2 separate regions of the Mus musculus genome follow, and region 2 is linked to region 1. The links are chromatin contacts, called in public HiChIP or PLAC-seq maps. All regions are on one chromosome and are shown on one strand. Each heading gives the region's core, a stretch centred on a gene start, on an enhancer-like site or on the middle of the called end of the contact. The rest is flanking DNA. Distances are from core to core; before and after follow the strand shown. Region 1 holds the start of Slc29a4 (solute carrier family 29 (nucleoside transporters), member 4). Region 2 overlaps Rnf216 (ring finger protein 216).

Region 1 (7,062 bases), core at 2,878-5,377:
TGCACAGGATCAGGTGTTCTTTGCAGCCCAACATGGGGCTTATCGAGCAGAACACCACCATCCACACAAGGTGCTACCCTCACAGGTGGCTCCCAGGTGTTCACAGGTGCTACCCTCACAGGTGGCTCCAGGTGCTTCTTACAGGTGGCTCCCAGATAGTGCTAAGGGATACTATGAATTTTGCTGCAGCTGTGTTGAGGTCTGTGCCTTGTCCCTCAAGAATACAAAGTTCTCAAGCAAGGGAGGGATGATGGCAGGGTTGAACTTGGACCCACTAACCCTAGAGCTGCTCTGCAAGTCCAAAATGCACAGTCATTTGGACCAGCTCTTCAGTTTGGGGAAACAGGCTCAGAGATGTTTAGGTCTTTGCTCTAGATCACACAGCAGAACTGAAAAGAAGAGACTAGAACTTCACATCTAACCCTCACTCTCTGCAACCAGGAATGGTTTGCTTTGAAGAACACAAATGAGAAGGAGACTCGACAGGGACTATGCTGTGGACGGCCACTAGCAGAGGTCACATGACACACACCAGAGTTAGGTATAGTTGTTATTTGTTACCCAAGCCACCTACTTCATCCTGACTGAGCCTCTTAGTCCCTATGGCAACCTGAATCACCTCCTGCCCCAAAGACTGACCAGGGTCCATGTGGCCAGTCACTGCCCTGGGGCAGACAATGTCACTTACTCACCAGAGTCTGTGAAAGTGGGGACACCCCTGACTCTGATGCCTGGATCCTGAGCCCCCTCTGCTGTCGTCTCCAGCTGGAAGTTGTCAAAGCTAAAGCTTGTCACCACACTCTGGTCAGATGTGGCTGCCACGCAGGGCTCCTTGAGGCGCTGGCTTCCGATAGAGCCCATGGCAGTTCACACTGTGATGAAAGGAGATGAGGCAGTAAGGCTGGGGGGGGGGCACTGTGATCCCACAGTTAAGTCTTCAGGGTGCGTACCTCAGGGTCATTCTATTCATTCACTCCTCACCCATTGGTTTACTTGTTTAAATATATTTTGTGGGACTGAGGGCAAAGCTCAGAGACACACAAGCTATACAGGGGCTCTACCACTGAGCCACACCCCCAGCCCCTCACTGGGGGATTCTAGGCAGGGGCTCTACCACTGAGCCACGCCCCCAGCCCCTCACTGGGGGATTCTAGGCAGGGGCTCTACCACTGAGCCACACCCCAGCCCCTCACTGGGGGATTCTAGGCAGGGGCTCTACCACTGAGCCACGCCCCCAGCCCCTCACTGGGGGATTCTAGGCAAGGGCTCTACCACTGAGCCACACCGCAGCCCCTCACTGGGGGAATCTAGGCAGGGGCTCTACCACTGAGCCGTACAGATCAAAGTCTTACCACAATGTTTCTTGCTCCAGTTCAGATCTACCAGCCCTTATTTTGAAGGGAAGGGAATCTGTGCCTGGGCAATGCCCCGTGTGCATGGAGTGCCTCACTTTTCTTCCTTTAACTTTTGTCAGATGAATTTTCAAACTCTGTTCCAATTTTTATGTGATAATGAGAAGATGCACACTCTTCCTAGAGCATGCAACGTGCATAGTGATGATAACATTTGACCGGTGGACCCAGACCACGGACAGAGACAGCCTGTCTTTCTCACCAAGCACATGTGAGAGAAGCCATGGAAGAAGCTGGAGGCCCCACCTCTAAAAGATGCCACCTTTAAGAAGTACACTGATCACTTCTGGACCTGTGTCACCAGTGTGCCCTGTGCCACAGCCACCTGCTTTCATTTCTTTACCAGGTCTTCATTTCTGCAGCTCTGCTACCTCAGTTTACCTCTTATCCAGATCCCCAGGTGAGATCTTCCCGGCAGTTAGGAAATCCTGCTCCTGGGTATGTCATCTCTGCATCCTCTAACTCTTGACAGAGTGGTGTTCGGGTCAGAGACTGAGATGTGCTCTCCTTGGAGCCTTGGAGCCTGCAGCATACTTAAGATCTGGGACCTAAGGAACTCTACACCGATCGGTAATGATCCAGGACTCATGGTCAGTGGACAAGAGGCAGGAAACTTGTCTCTGAGTGCTAGGAAGGAAGGTGAAGCTCCCCTCCCGTCACTCTGGTCCTATCTGGATTCGGGAGAGGCTTAGAAGGGTTTAAGGCATAGCTGGCCTGGGCTTGAGTGACAGTGACATTGGGTACAACCCCAGTCTTGTCGGTCACTCGGCATGCAGATCCCTGATCTCCAAAGAGTCTGGGTTAGTGAAGGCTTAGAGTTACCGGGTCAGACTACTGCCTGCCAACCTTAGACAGGAGGGGCTGGGGAAGGGGGGCACTGTTGGAACGCCATTCAGTGTCCCCTGGTCCACCTGGAACGGAAGCTCAGTCCTGGAGGACACCCGGCTCCTCTTCAGTAGGGGTTCCCATGATGCAGTCTCCCAGACAGCGTGAGAGGTTTCTGCCTGGCTGAGGCCACACCATCCGGGAAGGCGGACGTGTTCGGCATCCTGCCAGGCTGCTTGCTCTGGCTCAGTCAGCGTGGCGGGCAGCTGCCACCTACACTGTCCCCATGGCTTTCATCTCTCTCCTTTCCCAGCCCCCAACATGCAACATCCAGGGTCTCAGGTCCCTCCTCTCCTACATCCACTTTAATTAAAATTCAAGGGCATACAGATAGACATTGGAAGGGAAGCTCTTCTCCATGCTCCTGACTTCGGACCCCTCAGTGCTTGTCACGAAAGCATTGTGGATGATACAGGACATTTATTTAGTTTTCAGACCATCCTTGGCACCAAACACCCACCTAGAGGGTGAGAGAGTACTTCACAAAGAGGGACTGGGTGGTTGCTAGGAAAAATTTAGCTACGCACACTTGGCGTTTTAATAGTGATGCAAGCCACCCCTAAGTACCCTGTGGGTCAAAGAGGGCTCCGAGCTCTCAGTAGTCCTGTAAAACTAGGCACACAACACCAGTCTGAAGAAGAGATAACCAAAAAGGCAGAGGAGGGCCAAACCCACAGCCAGACAGCTCTAACTGAACCCTGACCCGGCTGACCACCACTGGCCTCTCTCAGATGCTGTAGGGATTGTCTCTCAGGCTGCTTGCCCCACATGTGCAGTCGGCAGAAGAGGCAGAAAAATTACATTTCACTTGGAAAGCCAGCCTGCTCAACCTCCTCGGGCCTTGAACTTCTGGCTCCAGCCACAAGTCTTGTTTACTAAGATGCCCTTGGATGCCCCTGTCCCGTGCCCAGACGTTGTTTAGGGAGTCTCCCTCAGCATCCTAAGGCTCCACTCCCCGCTGCAGGATTGTGGGTTTTGAGCTACTTTGGGCAGCTCCTCTGAGTGCCAGGGGACAGATGACTGTAACATCAATGCCACAGACTGGTCAAGGCCTGGGATGCCCGCAGGGCAGAGGGGTAGCCCAGGCCCATCTCTCTCCATGCTTTAGGTTCCTGCACAGTCCGGACACTAGCAGACCTTGATGTTTCTTCCGCAGGAAGCACTAGCAGTATCAAACTTGGACCCCGGCCCACAGGGCCACCAGCAAAGAGAGACTTCAGGGGCAACTCGGAGGTCGTGACCCAGTGCCCAGGCCCCGCCTCTGTCATAACCTTTTTCAAAACTAGAAGGAAGCTGGCTGGGCAGAAGGGCGTGATGGAAGGAGATGGGTCCGGAAGGAACTTCAGGTGCAAGGTCCCCTGAGGTGTGACCAAGGGAGGACATAATGCCGTGATCCGGCTCGGCCAAGGCCACCCGCGTCTGTCCCCTTCTAGAGCCTGCGTCCCGCCCTCGCAGCTCGGATGCAGGGGATCTTGCACTGTGCGAGGGTACCCATCCTCCCCGGACAAGGGGTGCGGCAACCATCCGGTGCCTGGGAGGGCGGAAGGGAGAGGCGGCGCGACTGGGGCCGCGCGCCGCAGACAAAGGCTCCGACAGGTCCCCGCCGGCGTCTCCCTGCCACCTCCGTGGCGACACTCACCTCGGGCGGCCCCAGGCTGGGATCCTCGCTGCCTGCCTGCCGCCCGCGCCCGGACCCTTTGCGCTGTGCCCCGCTTCTCGAGGCTTGGGACCGGGCGCGGCGGGCGTCCTGCTCGGTGTCCCGGTCCGCGGGCCCGGGTCCGTGAGCGCGTGCTGGGGGCGCAGCAGCTGCAGCGAGCTAGCCCGGCCCACGCCCCGCCCGCCCTCCTAGCTCCGCCCTCCTAGCTCCGCCCACCGCGTGACTCCGCCCAAGTCCCGCCTCCAACCACACTTTTCACCATCCAGATGCCCCGCCCACCCTCGTGGCCCCGCCCCTCACACCCCGCCCACTCCACAGGGCTCCACCCAGGTCCGGCCTCCAGTGGGGCCTACGGCCACTCAGTCTCCCAGTCTCCCTGCCCACGCTACATCCACTCTGTATAAATCCGCCCCTAAACCCCTCTTTCTCTCCTATACACTCCGCCCAATCTCTACCTGCGCTCTCCGCCCCTGGCCCTACCCAGTCTTTACCATATTCCCCGCCCCATTTTCTTTACCTATGCTCCACTCACTCTATATGACCCCGCCTCTGGCTCCGCCTCTGAACTGCCCACTCTAATGCCCCCAAGCCTCTTTGCTGTCTTCACCCTCGTTCCTTCTGTGCCCTTAGCCAGCCCCAACCCAGACCACAGAGCCTGCCCCCTTTCCCTGCCTTCCTCTCCGCTGGCCCTAGCCTCACCTCTATTCTTTCTTCACCCCTATTCCTTCCCCGCTTCCCTTGATGCGTGCTGGGCCCTTCTTCCATCCCCCTCTTCCCCTGCTCCTACTTCATTTGCCTAGTTCCACCCCCATTATTCCCACATGCTCCACTCTCCTCCTCTGGGCCCACTTCGTCCCACCTACCTGGCCTCACCTCTAGCCCTCATACATGACTTCTTATTCACTACCTGCTAGCTCCGCCCCATCACTTCCCTGTGCCACGCCCCCATGGCCCCTCCCACAGCCTTCACACCAGCCCTGCCTCTCTGCCCCGCCTCCCACTCCCATGCTTGTTTCCCCCACACTACCACTCCCCGACGGCGTGGACTCATCCTATGCTGGACCGTGGCTTTCAGCATAAGCGCTGCCTCTACCCATTCACACTCCACTTGTCTTTGCCCACTTCTCTCCACTCTCAGGTTACAGTATCTGACAGTCTAGCATACAGGAAGGTTTGGTGTCTTAGCTGGCCGTCCTCACTTCTCAGTCCCTTCACGATTCTTGCCAGGCTTAGTCTCCTGGAGCTCTAGGTGATCTGCGACAATCTGGGGCTGGCACTGATTGCTTCAGTAGGGCCTATTCTGACCCTGGTCCTGGCCACATGCCCCATGGGGGCCATAAAGATAAGACCAGGAATTAAGTGGGAACAGTACCCTAAGTCCTTACAAACTGGGACCTGTTAATGGGGGCCAGGAGTCTTCAGGACCGAGGCACAGAGAGATGCATTTGTCTGGATACCCCTCCTCTTGCCTGCATTCCCACTTCTTCGTGGAAGCCTGCTTGGTTCTACCCATGCCTGGGGGCTTTCTTGTCATCTTGCTAGCCTCTCTCTCACAGAGCAAAGTTCCTAGAAGTGTCTGTTTTTTTTTAATGGTCTCTTCTTACCGTAGTTCAGGTTGGTCTAGGATTCAGGGTTCTTGTGCCTCAGCCTCTAGAGTGTTGGAATGACAGGTGTGTATTACCATACATACCAGGGAACAGTGTGTGCCCCCTGACCTTCTTTCACAACTCTGTAAGCCACAGAGGTGACCTGTTGGAGGCTCCAGTGAGTTATAACAATGTCAATGTGCAAGCCCCCAAGGCTTTGCATAGTCTACAGCTCTGGGGGTATGATTGTAGCTCAGTACTATTTAAACTACGTGTGGTGCCTCATGTCTGTTATCCCAGCACTTGGAAAGTGCAGGCAGGTTGAGGCCAGCCTGGGCTACAGAGACCCTGCCCTTACTCCTACCCCACCATGGAACTAAAGGAGGAAGGAAAGGAGAGAAGGAAAGAGTGAAGGAGAGAGAGTGGGAGAGAGAGAGAGAGAGAGAGAGAGAGGGAGAGAGAGAGAGAGAGAGATGGAGTCAAGACATGAAATCAGGCAGGGACAGGAAGTAGTTGGGGATATATTTTGTCAATGAAGGGGACAAGACTAGATCCCATTTTAATGTCTTCTTCTTCATGAGAGGATGAAGCAGGAGGATCAAAAGTTGAGGTTAGTCTAGTTATAGGGTGAGTTGAAGGCCAGCCTGAGCAGGTTAGAGTGATGCTATTGTAAAATGAAAGGTAAAAAGAGAGCTGTGAGTTTGGATCAGTAGTATGGCATCTGCCTAGAATCCCCCAGTGAGGGGCTGGGGTGTGGCTCAGTGGTAGAGCCCCTGCCTAGCAAGAGGGTCTTGGTACCATCCCCAGAAGTGCAAATTGAATAAGTAAATAAACAAACCCCTTCCTGGTTCAAATGTCAATTGGGACAACTCTTCTGGAATGTACACTGACCTTAAAAAAAAAAAAAAAAACAACAAAAACACCCTGTTGGTCCAGAAAATCTAACCCAAAGAATTAGTTCTAAATATAGAAAGGCTTTACATGCTAAGATGTTGGTGGCAATAGCAAGCACTGCAGGTGGCTGAGGAGCACAAGAAGGTGCGGATGTCACATGCCTCCCAGCAGGGAACAATAAGAACGCTATATTGAAAAACCCAGGAAAATCAGTGCAATCATGTGTAAGCTCTCCAGCGAAATCTTAAGCCCCCAAGATATGTACATGGTTAGAAAGGATTTAGAATAATATGGAAAGCCAGAAGTATGAAAGTGTGAAGTGACACAGAAATAGGAAGTGGGACAGAATCCAGAAGATGACTTCCACTCTCTCAGTCTAGAAAAACCAGAGGAGCAGGGTAAAGTGGCTTTCTGGGAAATGACAAATGAGCAGAAACCTGCCATCAGAAGAGAAAGAACTAGGAGGCTGGGGAGATGGCTCAATTAATAACATACTTGCTGGGCAAGCATGAGGACTCAAGTTAAAAAATCCCTAGAGCCCACATTAAAAATGGTGACATGTGCCTGTAATCCCAGCACTGGGAGGAAGAGATGAGAGAGAGAGAGAGAGAGAGAGAGAGAGGGGGGG
Region 2 (6,764 bases), core at 1,669-4,168, 350 kb before region 1:
ATTCCCTCTTTCTGAATGTCGAGGCATAGCTTTTTATTTTCCTATAAGGAATTCAGTAGCTAAAGGATGGCTTGAGACAAGAGTGTCCACCTTCTTGGCATGTACATATGTTAGTAGAGATTTAAAAAAAAATCAATTGGGGGTGGTGGTGGCTAGAGAGATGTCTCAGCGGTTCTGAGGTCCTGAGTTCAATTCCCAGCACCCACATGGTGGCTCACAACCATCTGTAATGGGACCTGATGCCCTCTTCTGGTGTGTCTGAAGACAGCTACAGTGTATTCATCATACATAAAATAAATAAATAAATCTTTAAAAAAGGGGGATTCAGTTTGGCTGACCATCTCTCCCCTTGTTCTTCCTAGAATGAAATGAAGGATAGCTCCCTCCTCCTTTTTTCTTTGTGGCTCATAAGTACTTGAGTGTGTGATACAGTATGCAGTGAGTTCACTTCAGCGTCATTTACTGTTAAATCACACTTGTATTATATATTTTTCCCTCAGGCAACTAATAATTAAAAGAAGAGTAAACATTGCTGGAAGTGCTTTCAACTTCACCCAGTCTGTGCTTCTAAAAACAAAAGGCCTGTTGTCCCCACCAGCCAGCTATAGTGTCTGTGATGTCAGTGGGAGTGTGCTGTGCTAAGCCATGCTCTCATCTTCAGGTTGGCTCCTTTCCTCTAGGAAACAGGAAGGTGTATTGACTGTGACAGGCGTTACTGCTGTGTTGGTACAGAATTCTAAGCCATTCTTCATGATCGGCGCAAATCCTCAAACCCTTAGCAAAATGGCTTCCAGTTAGATGCAGCTCAGTACTTGCCTAGCATGGATGGAATCCTGGGTTTCTGGTTTACAGCACTGAATAAGCTGGGTATTATGACACATGCTTATAATCTTAGCGTTCCCAGCGAGGTTTAGGACAGCTGAGCTGCACAGAGAAAGCCTGGTTGGGGAAAGGGGTTCCTAATTCTTTCAGTACTTTCACTTTCACATCCTTGAAAATGCAAATAGAGTCTTTTATCCCTTTTCTTGATGAGCTACTTTCTGGGTGGGTGGATAGGCGGTGTGTTTGATTTTCCTGGGTCTGGGACACCTCACATCTGGGATCATTTTCTCTGTATCTGCTTAGTTCAGAATCTTGGAAAGAGCAGTGGGGTTATACTAGAAATACTTCAGTGTCACTTAACTCCGTGGTGCTAGGAAAAGGGTCCTTCAAGACTGTCTTTGCTTCAGAGATAGCTGCCTGTGAACTCTTTAATGTCTAGAAATTTCACATATTCCTTAATTTTTAGCTTTTAATTTAGAACCTGGCGTTCCTGACAGGCACAATCAATTGACCATGACAATGAATCCAGTTGGGCTGGTCAGGGCCTGTGCTTTCATCTTTAAGACCTTCTGTAGGAAACAGTCCGTTGCTGCAAATAGCACTGCGTCTGATGGCTGCTCTGGCAAGTTTCCAAAAACCTTTCTCTTGTATTCTAAATAAGTGAATGATTCTAACAGAGCAGTGAAGGCTGTCTCTTGTGAGACTATGCCGGGGCCTGGCAAACACAGAAGTGGATGCTCACAGTCAGCTATTGGATTTATAACAGGGCCCCCAATGGAGGAGCTAGAGAAAGTACCCAAGGAGCTGAAGGGATCTGCAATCCTATAGGTGGAACAACAATATGAACTAACCAATACCCCTTCAGAGCTCGTGACTCTAGCTGCATATCAATCAGAAGATGGCCTAGTCGGCCATCAGTGGAAAGAGAGGCCCATTGGTCATTGCAAACTTTATATGCCTCAGTACAGGGGAACGCCAGGGCCAAGAAGTGGGAGTGGGTGGGTAGAGGAGTAGGTGGGGGAGCGTGTGAGGGACTTTTGGGATAGCATTGGAAATGTAAACGAAATAAATACCCAATTAAAAAAAAAAAAAAAAGAACAGAGCAGTGAAGTAGAATTGTCACTGGAACACTCAGTAGGTGACTCTGCCTGCCCATGGCTCTGGTAGTTCCCAGCAGCAACTCCTGCTCATTGGAAAGACATTCAAAAACTGAACTATGTGGTCATCAACAGAACATTCACCCTGACTTCCTCACCAGAGAAACAGGAGTGCCATTCCTTCCTATTCCATCTATCCCTCCTCAGGGCTCTGGGCTCTGGAAAGAGACCAGAGAGCTTGTGGCAATCCAAGTCTCCCTGGGGGTTTTCAGGCACACACTATTCCTGCAAGGGAAGGCTGGCCATCTTACTGCTCTCCTCCAGGATGCTGTGTTGGAGCAGTCTTCTCTCATGCTGACTGTCACATAGAAGGTAGGCCCCGAGGGCTGAGAAGTCACTGAGCTTAACAGGACTCAAGTGAGAGGAGCTCAACTGCAGAAACAAGAAGTTTCCAAGGTGCTGGGTCCAGGTCACATTGCAAGAAGGAAAAGGGGTCATTATTTGCAAGTTCAAATCTCTAAGTCCTTAAAAGTAAGTCTTTGCAGGCTGAGGTGTGACTCAGCAGTCAGTCACTTGCCTTACTCAAGTTAGGCCCTGGAATTAGGCTTACAGAGAGAGAGAGAGAGGGAGAGAGGAGAAAACTGTTTATTCAGGCACATTTTTAAAGCTCAGTATGGGCCAAGATTGTATCTGCATTCTTCTCTCCATTTCTACAGTGTATGCTTCATGGAATTTTTTACATAGTTTCCACAAGGTCAGGACAGAAATACATGCTAATGCTACAGATTTTTAAAATGCACATTTTGAAAGTGTTTTTGCTTTTGTCCAGGTCTTCTTAGCATGCATATTTAATTACAAGGCATGAGGATTAATGGGGCTTTGAATATTTAAAGCTCTTCTCCTGAGATTCATTTGATTTAATTACTCCTGAGATAGGCATTTGCAGCCTTGGTGACTTGCCATTTGGATGGAGTGTAAGAGGAAAGGGGAGGAAGCATGACTTGTGACAGGCTCAGCTTTGGGCTTCTTGCTTCCCCTCAGTGCCCCTCCCCTCCAGCTTTTAGCATCTCTTTGTCTCTGTCTGCCTTCATGGGGTTCCTCTCTCAGTGCTGTTTGCTACAGCTTCAGTGCTTAGTGTGCAAGCCCTGGCCCTGGGGAAGTGGGCAGCAGAGCAGTTTCTCTAGCCCTGTGTCTTCTTTCCCTGTTGCTGTGATAAAATATAATCCCAATGCAAAAAAGGGTTTGTCTGCTTGCAGTTCAAGGGTCAGTTATCATGGTGGGTGAGGCAGGGTGGCTAGAGCTTGAAGGATGTGTTCGCTTTGTGTTTAGAAAGCTGAGCATGATGAACGCTTGCTGCTGGTCAGCTCTTTTTCTAGGTCTCCAGCCTAGTGCCACCCACAATAGATGGGTCTCAATATCTCAAGATAATCCCCCACAGTCATGTCCAGAGGCCCATCTCCCAGATAGTTCTAGACTCTGTCAACTTGACAGTTAAGGCCAACCCCCTGCTCTTCCAAAGACTCTCTTTAGTCCATGTAGTCAGAGTCCTGAGGGCATAGAGAAGGGGCAAATTTTTTCCCAGCTCATTTCTGTCTTTAACTATCCATGTGTGTGTGGTGGTTGTGACCACAGGAAACAAAGCAGCTGAAGGTCCACTGCTCTTGCCTGATTTGGCTCCTGCCAAGTCCACTGTGACTTGAGAGCCAGTGCTGTCCAGAGTTGTGACTCACAACCCATGAGAGACCTCAGGTCACTTGTCACTTGGAGACCTGTGCTTGGGAAAAACAGGCCATAGTTGCTGAACATTTGCCCTGTTCAACCCCACGCCCTATCTAGTTGCCCTAAGGCCTGTGTGGTAAAGAATCCTCAACCCTTCACAAACTTGCCTGTGTACCCAAGCCTTTTTCCTCTTGGAGAACTAAATAAGTTACCTGACTTAGAGAATGTGTTTGAGCATGTGTATTCAGAAAACCCACATCAGGAATTTTTAATCCCAGCCCTCTGGAGAGAATCTTTTTGAATTTGAGGCCAGCAAGGTCTAAGAGTTCTTGGGCTGTCAGAACTTCACAGTAAGACCCTGCCTCAATAACAACAAAGGTCTAATAAAGTGGTTGTTTTACTGTGTCCTCCTGTGTCTACCTCAGGAATAATGATATTTATCATTCAGTTTACTAGAGGGCAGGAGCCACAGAAGTTTTAGTTGTTTTACTTTCCATTCATGAGGTGCCTTCAACAACCTTGGATGCCCATTGAAGCAAGTGCTGTTGCTGCTGCTAAGATAGCTGCACAGTGCCTTTCCCTTTCCAGAGGGGGAGAAAAGCACTAGCTATGGACTGGAGACTACATGGGCAGGTGAGTTCATCTGCTGCCCATCCATCAGCCAGCCTTGGTCTAGAAACTCTGGGAAGTTATACTGCCCAGGGCCTTGAAAAGCACAGTTGGTACCTCTTAGTCCCTAGTAGTCCTCTTTCTTTCACAAAAAAGTCTTCCACAAAACCCAGCTGCAGGCGCATGTGCTGTGCCAGAGCCCAGGACCAGCTTCAGTGTTGCCTCTGTGTTCTGCTCATGTCTCAGTCTACTTATCCTCACATCAGCCTGGTCTGCCTTCTCATCTGACCTAACTGTGACAGAATGGCACTGTCTGTAAATACAAGCAGTGCAGATCTCAGTCCCCTGCAGGAGATAGAATGCAGTCTCTTGTTTGTTTCTTCTCTGAGTGATAGCTAATAGGTTAGGAACTGCTTAGCAATAAAAAAACATATGTTGACTATCAACTTTGTCCTCATGACAAGCTCAGGTCTTTTCTACTGCTATTCTGTTGTATTATTCTAGACCATTTGATGGGAATACCAAGGTTCTAGATTAAATGCACACTTAAAGTAATATTAGAGAATTTCTTTGCACACATTCATTCAGAAAGTTACAGTGGTTAAGTGTTTTATGTATGCAACTACATGTATTATTAACCAGACACATACAACATTTTCCTATTTAATTTTTGTGCTAATTGTACTAAGATTTTGTTTTTCCTGATGGTGGTGTTACATGTTCTTGTGTATCTTCAGTCTGTTTTTCAAACTGTTAGAATATTTCTTCAAAAATCTAAGGTTGATAGTGTCAAGAAAGGCTAGGACCTGACTAGGATCACAGAGATTCCTTTGGGGAAGATTACAGTACAGGGTTGCCATGGCAACCAGGTCTAAAGTGATGCTGGCTTCTGACCTGGGCACAAATAGGGGATCTGAGATGAATGTAGGGAAGGGAGAGGAGGAGCCGGCTGGTAGATGTGGTGTCAGGGCTGAAGAAGAAAGAAGCATTAGGGCAGTTCACCTGAAAGCCGCGTTGTAGCTTTTGGTGATCCAGAGAAGACAACAGTTTTGTGGAGAAGCCAGCATTTCAGAAACTTTAGTTTCAAACTGTGTTAGGGGTTCCACTGAACTCTATAGAATAGGCCTCAAACTCCAGAGAGAGGTGTACACTAGCTCTGCCCCATCTGAACAGACATAGACCGTGTTCTTTGCAGAGGCTCCAGATGAAGTAACCCTAACTCTGGTACATACAAGAACCCCCACAGCAGTGACCCTGTGAAACTTAAAGGCCCTTGAGAGCAGGGTAGAGACTGTTAAGAGCCTTCAGAACAAAAGGACATGGTAGAGAACAATTCTGGGGATGGAAACTTCAGTCATTGTGGGAATGGGTGGTATGCCCTAATGAAGAATGTACAGCTTCCTGTAACCAACATCAAGGGTCTTGACCACAGAAATGACAGGACCAGTCTTACTTACTTACTTACTTACTTACTTACTTACTTACTTATTATCATCTGATAGCAGTTTGATTTAAAAACTGAAGATAAGAAAATTTGGAGACCTGCACAAGGTCCCCATTTCTTGTGGGGACTGTGAAACCACCTTGCTAACCGGCCTGACTGGCTGCTCTACAGAAAGACTGATCTGAAGGTTCCCAAGTTGCTAGAGTGGGGCTGGCTTTTTCATCCAAGCATGCTATCCTGCCTACTGGAGTCAGTCCTAGCATGGGCAGTTCTAAAACTGTCCTTACTCCCATGAGAACAGTTATATGGAAAATGCTAGCAGGCTACTAAAGGCCTTCTGTCAGTAGTGTATGTACACCTGTGCCTCCTCCTTTCTCCCCCTCCCACTTCCTGAAACAGTACATTCCCTCAGCAGATTCCATAGTAAGAATGTTCCATCTTGCTTGCTTGATTCCAGGGTCTTTGTGGTCCATTGCCATAGCTCCAGAATACAGTCCTTATCAAACACTTATCTCATGAACACTTAGACTCCAGAACAGGCAGCAGGAAGACTACTCTCAAGGACTCCCTGATCAGCTTTCCTGTTGCTGGAGCCCCTTGCCAAGTTTCCCGTGGTGCACCAGCATCCTCAGTAACTTATTATCAATATATGAATGAATTATATTGCATTTATGTCAGTGTCCACCATCACCTATCCACCTCTTGAGCTGACCACATACTTTTTGTTCCATACCACACTATTCTGGAGCTTATTTGCCCCAAGTCATGTCACTAAATGTTCAGAACCCTTGGTAAGGACTGGCTGAGGTCCTGTTGCCTGTGTTTGAATGACCTTCCCTGGCACCTCGAATTTCAGCTACACTTAGTTCTTCCCTGACCAAAGGCAAGGGTTGCAGCAACTCCTGAAGAGGAATGAAGATTGATGGCTTGGTGACTTAACCAGTTCCTTAAGAGATGGCTGACACTACTCCTCGTTGTTCCCAGTCTTCCTGCTCTACTCGGTATCTTTAAGATCCTGGCTTCCAGCTAGGTATAGTGCTTCATTTCTTTAATCCCAGCACTCAGGAGGTGGA

Evidence for each region. HiChIP or PLAC-seq counts read pairs in DNA pulled down with a chosen protein or histone mark.
Region 2: an H3K4me3 HiChIP or PLAC-seq map of embryonic forebrain shows a contact between it and region 1, with 3 times the contacts expected there. The contact joins the enhancer-like site here to the promoter of Slc29a4 in region 1. A contact is called at or near these places in 6 of 39 promoter capture datasets (the C10 cell line, cranial neural crest, embryonic stem cells and 3 more), 1 of 15 datasets of contacts at CTCF or cohesin (large pre-B cells), 1 of 484 Hi-C or Micro-C datasets (female germline stem cells), 3 of 115 datasets of contacts at active chromatin or transcription factors (embryonic basal ganglia, embryonic forebrain and pancreatic cancer cells) and 1 of 9 other capture datasets (embryonic stem cells).

The regions. Positions count from the first base shown.
Region 1 is chr5:142,699,166-142,706,227 of GRCm38.p6, reverse strand. It overlaps Slc29a4 (solute carrier family 29 (nucleoside transporters), member 4), which reads right to left and starts at 4,127. Exons shown (of 11, transcript NM_146257.2): 1 at 3,937-4,127; 2 at 693-872. The coding sequence starts at 861.
Region 2 is chr5:143,044,620-143,051,383 of GRCm38.p6, reverse strand. The region is part of intron 13 of Rnf216 (ring finger protein 216); the gene reads left to right. Gm43380 (a long non-coding RNA gene) reads right to left here. Exons shown (of 3, transcript XR_003955828.1): 2 at 1-6,764. Among named protein-coding and RNA genes, the nearest start is that of Gm43380, 9.0 kb to the right of the region's middle. Within about 2 kb of position 2,918, at least 145 of the 459 cell types and tissues checked have an H3K27ac peak or open chromatin away from gene starts, as enhancers often do. A contact at or near this core is called in embryonic basal ganglia, embryonic forebrain, female germline stem cells and 1 more, where this site is marked.